Regions from separate parts of the Lactuca sativa genome. Here region 2 is linked to region 1. Evidence: chromatin contacts called from public Hi-C data. All regions are on one chromosome and are shown on one strand. Each heading gives the region's core, a stretch centred on a gene start, on an enhancer-like site or on the middle of the called end of the contact. The rest is flanking DNA. Distances are from core to core; before and after follow the strand shown. Region 1 holds the start of LOC111903145 (cyclic dof factor 1). Region 2 holds the start of LOC111891171 (E3 ubiquitin-protein ligase MPSR1).

Region 1 (2,743 bases), core at 152-2,651:
ATTCGTTTCACTTTATTAACTTTCCAGTGTTGTATATTGTAGCACAAGACCAGAGGTCACTCAGAGCTCAAATTACGTTTACAATACAGACACTATATTCATATCATAACTTGTGCAATGGAAAGTTTCCATGGTTCTTATTGTTGGATTATTATTGTACACATTACAAAAGAAATCTTTCATTCTCTATTTAGTTCTTTTGTTCACCTAAATAAACACAACATGGTGTTTATAACCTCATGTTGTTTATATGAACTCTAGTACAGTATTAGAGAGCTCGAATATAGTTGTAACCAAAGATAACGTCAATATGCACCACAATCATCCCAAAAAAATGAATAACATAAAGGAGTATCAAACCTAAAATTAATAAAGTTGCTATATAATTATAATATTAAAAAGAGAGAGAGAGAGAGAGAGAGAGAGAGAGAGAGAGAGAGAGAGAGAGAGAGAGAGAGAGAGAGAGAGAGAGAGAGAGAGAGAGAGAGAGAGAGAGAGAGAGAGAGAACTAACTGAAGTTGTAAGTACAGTAAAGGAATATCAAACCTAAAGTTAATAAAGTTGATGATGATACTAAGATTCCGTTTCGTTTGGGAGAAAAAAGAAAATTTTAGAAATGATGATATATGACATGTGTATTGTATAGTTTCTTATATAGTACAGGAAATTAATTAAATAACAGTTGGATTACTCTTTTCAAAGTACAACAACCGTGATTCATCATAAAGTTAATTAGCTTATCTACATAACCCAAAATTGATATATGGAGTCATTCTTTCATTTCTTATTATTAAAAAGGAAAAAAATACAATAACAACACATTTGATTTTTATAGCATATTAAGTTCAAATCTATTGTCATGTACTCCCCTCTAGTGGCATCCACGCAGTGGAATTTTCCGGAGATCGACTTAGACTTTGTTGGCTTTGATCAATATGTGGATTAAGTTTATTTTCAAAATATAGATCTCGTAAATATCATGATTAAACTCATTATATTATTTACTATAATATAAACTTTTTTACTAAGGTTAACATAATATTGATATTATAGTATACTTATGTAGGTCGACAATGCCACTACTAATAGGAACGTGTAAACATCTTCATATAGAAAGAAACTAATTCAAGTAATTTATTTATTTTTTTATAAAACAAAAAATTAAGAATATAAATTATATTCTAAAAGACTAAAAGTGAAACCCCCACTTTGTTGAGTAAAAAGAATATATTTTTAAGAATAAAAATGTCGATCAAAAAACTTAACCAAAAAGAAAGTAAGCATACCCCACTTTGCTCCAAAGAAAATCTCACAAGCCACAAGAACTTGTGGCTCAGAAATTTCCACCATTGCCGACGTGTCATACCCTCGCCTCACCTTTTTAACCCTCACTACTACTGCCGCAAAATTCAAACAAAAAGATTTTACGTTACAAACTTCGATAGACAATTCGTAATGTCGGAACTTAAAGATTCAGCGATTAAGCTTTTCGGGAAAACGATTCAGTTGCTTCATGTTGATGATGACGATGTCGTTCTAGGTAAAGCTGATGATCAACAACAACAACAACAACAACAGTGTTCTTCTTCCGAAGACATCAAGGTATTATAGTATACGAGTTTTTCGAGTGATTTGTTGTTTGATTTGGGTGTTCGTTTCTGTTTGTAAAGTTTCGTGGGTTTTCATGGTTGAGTTTCAACGACTTGAAGGTTTTTGAGGAAATGCATGTGTAGATAATATAACTTTTGAGTTGAATGAATTTTATGAAATTTCACGATCAACCCTTTTCTCAGGGTTTCAAAAGGAAAGTCGGGTCGATGTTACTTTTGGAAGTTATTAACTTTTTGCTTTCATTGTAATGTAATTTACAAAATTTTCAATATCCAAACATCATAGATTCATTCATACAAAGGCTTTTATGAATTTTCTTAGTGGCGTCCTCTGTTTTTTTCTTTTAGAGAAAATAAGGTTTTATATTAGATCTATTTTCATCCGTTCACTCATCGATCTCGATTATATATACAAAATTACGATATAAAATTACAATCTTTATGATCAAATCTGATAATTTTCATATCACATAAATAGAAAGCATCTTCTTTTTACATATATCAAGATCTTGAAACAAAATTATTCTTTTTCATTGACGATTTAAATTAATTATAATTTTCAGAAAAACACTACAATAACTCAAACAGAAGACACATCATGTTCCAATTCAAGTACATCATCAGGAGGAATCAACGATGATCCAAGAACACCAACCGCCGACAATGAGCCTTCATCAAAAAACTCTACAAAAAAAGAAAACCAAAATTCAGAAGAAAAACCTCAAAAACCAGATAAGATTCTTCCATGTCCTCGATGTAATAGCATGGATACTAAATTCTGTTACTACAATAACTACAACGTTAACCAGCCACGTCACTTCTGCAAAAACTGTCAAAGATACTGGACAGCTGGCGGAACAATGAGAAACACACCCGTAGGTTCTGGAAGACGAAAGAACAAAAGTTCATCGTCTGCTTCATATTACCGCCACCTTATTGTCTCCGAAGCTGCTTTCCAACCTTCTTGGAAAACCAACGGCAGTGTTCTTAGTTTTGGATCTAATGTCCCCCTTTGTGAATCTATGAATTCAGCTTTAAACTTTTCAGATAAATCCCAGAAATCTGAAGATGACCTATCTTCTAATTCTGTACAAAGGAATTTCCAAAAATACCCTTGCCCAATCCAGTGCTTC
Region 2 (2,743 bases), core at 170-2,669, 670 kb before region 1:
TCAAGGTATCATATATTCATCATAAGAACATCATTCAAAACAACAGGAGGCATGCCCAGGCTTGACAATAACATAATTAAACAGAAAATTTGGGTGCTACTGTTACAGGTTTAACATCTAGGTTCAATTGCTAATTGAAGCACAAACACATACACAATTGGACTTTTTCGATCAAACAGATCAAGCTGGAGATGTTACAGGTTTAACATCTCGGTATTTCATTCAAAATCAAATCCAATTTCACATTCCAAGATAAATTACTTTCATTACAAATGTTTTTATTTTACAGCTCTTTTATGAGTTATGCATCAATTAACATAAATTCTGAACTATAGCTTCAATGCAACGGATAAGAAGGGAATAACAGAAAGTCGGGAGAAGAAGGAAGACTGACAGCAGGAAAAAAAAACGAACCTGTAGCTGTGAGGTCGAAGTCTCCGGTGTAGCTGTGGGGGCGACGGTCTCCGGCCGGTGGCTTCACAGGGGAGGCGCTGGTTAACGGCGGCGAGCAGGGGAGGAGTCGTCGCTTGGTCGCTAGTTGAAGTTGTCGCTGTGACCTTGTTGTTCGCTGGCTGCTGCAATCGACTGTGATGGTCGGAAAATCGGAGGACGCCGGATCGGAGAGGAAGGCGGCGATCGATGGTTTTGATCGGAGAGGAGGGTTGCGACGGTGGTGGTCGCTGCAAGGTGGAGTACGATCGATCGATCGAGGGTTTTTTCTGGGAGGGTTGGACGAGGACTGGAGGCGGAAGAAAAAAAAAGACGCATTTTTTTTAGGTTAAAGGGCTTGCAGACTTTAGAAGATGCTATCCCATATCTGTGTGGTGAAGACCTCGCACAAACGTTTTTATGTCTGCGCACTTCAGAAAAACAAACAGACTGCAAACCATTATGTCTGCGCGTGGTCTGCGCCTCGCAGACAGAAGAGGTCACGCAGACCTGCAGAGAAAAAACAAACACCCTCTAAAAGACTCCTTTTAACTTGTGATGTTATCAAAAACTTAAATTCAAGTGGGGAAGTACTTGAAGAGCAATGATTATACGATTTTATATTTTTCTTTAATCATTAGTGTCTTTAAGATGAAAATTTGTCCAGCCAACTTGATATATCGTGACCCGTTTTTTTTCACAAATCTAAAATCGCACCTATACATTTCGAAACAATCATACATTATATACTTTATATAAAAAAATAGTATTCTATAAATAAAAAAAATATATAAAACATACATTCTTAAATTAAAATGCATTTTCCTTTGTAAAAACTATGAACAACGTGCCACGATAAAGTAAAAAAGAAATAAATAATTGATAATTGTACATATTCGAAATCATACATGTAATATCCACTTTGTATCGTTGATTAAGAAAATCGAAGGCTAGAAACTTCTGGATCAAACGAAACCCACCGCACTAGATTACTCCACCAAAAATATCATCCTTCATCTTATCCAACGCGTTAACCAAACCCCTTGGCGTATTATAGCAAAAACACCTGTCTACACACAACATTCGAGATCCTTCTACACCCTTCACCCCCTTCGTTTTTAAGCTCTCCAAAAAAATACCCCAATTCAAATTCAACTTCCACTTCTACTGTTCTTTTCAATTTTGATCTTTCTCAGTAAGCAGAAACACTCAAAAACACACTAACCACTACGAATTTGTGCTCAAATGGCTTCAGAAGGAGAGCTATCAGTATCTCGTTTGATCGAGAGGCTCATCGAGATGCCTTTCCTTTCAGGCTTCATAACAACTAGGCCGGAATCGGATTCCAGTCACGATTCCGAACATCCGGATCATGAATCTACAAACAGTCTTCATCATCAGGGTTCGTCACTCGACCGGATCATCCTGATCAACCCGGTGACGCAAGGAATGGTGGTGATCGGAGGTGGCGCTACTACAGGTTTCGAATCTCTGATGAACGATCTGATGCGGAAGGACGGCCAGCCACCGGCGTCTCAAACGTCGATCGACGCCATGCCGACTGTGGAGATAAAAGGTACGGATGAAATAGAGAGTTTAGGGGGTGAGTGTGTGATATGTTTGGAAGAGTTGGGGGTTGGTGATGTGGTGAAGGAGATGCCATGTAAGCATAAGTTCCATGGTGGGTGTGTGGAAAAATGGCTGAAGATTCATGGGTCTTGCCCTGTTTGTAGGCATAAGATGCCTGTAGATGATTCAGATAAGAAGATTGGGGATGAAAGTGGTGGAAGAAGAAGAAGAGAAATTTGGGTTTCGTTTTCGTTTGCTGAAGGGAGATCAACAAGTGAAGAAGAATCAGTAGAATCAAATCAGCAGGAATCAGTGTAGTTTGGATGAGTTATTTTTGTGAATAAATCTTTGTACAAATGGTAAGGGCTCTATTGTTTTTTTCTTTAATGATTTCATGTGAATGCAAATGGTTGGAGATTTTACATGAACTTGCAATTAGGAGTATTTCGATCCTTTTTGCGGTTAATTTTAACAATAATTGAAGTTCGTGACTATGAGGAAGCAATTTAAGCATTAAGGAACGTGGGCCGAGGCCCTTAACTTTTACAAACGTTTATATTATATAATGGGCTTAACTTATAATTGGCCCATGTTTTAAAAGTGATCCAATTTTAATAAAATTACGTTGGGTCTTATTTTCTTAACTTGGATTATAGTAGTTATAGTTTGATTTTATTACGTGTGGGTCCGGATACGCATAGACTTAAAAAGGCTTCCTACCCATTAGGTTTGGGAATTTGGGTTT

What was found. Hi-C and Micro-C count contacts between places; a contact is called where the count stands out from the background.
Region 2: a Hi-C map of leaf shows a contact between it and region 1, with 7 times the contacts expected there. The contact joins the promoter of LOC111891171 here to the promoter of LOC111903145 in region 1. A contact is called at or near these places in 2 of 4 Hi-C or Micro-C datasets (leaf and seed).

Annotation. Positions count from the first base shown.
Region 1 is chr8:75,694,077-75,696,819 of Lsat_Salinas_v11, reverse strand. LOC111903145 (cyclic dof factor 1) reads left to right here and starts at 1,401. Exons shown (of 2, transcript XM_023898927.2): 1 at 1,401-1,602; 2 at 2,174-2,743. The coding sequence starts at 1,456.
Region 2 is chr8:76,362,964-76,365,706 of Lsat_Salinas_v11, reverse strand. It overlaps LOC111891171 (E3 ubiquitin-protein ligase MPSR1), which reads left to right and starts at 1,419. Exons shown (of 1, transcript XM_023887250.3): 1 at 1,419-2,420. The coding sequence starts at 1,675. The coding sequence ends at 2,316.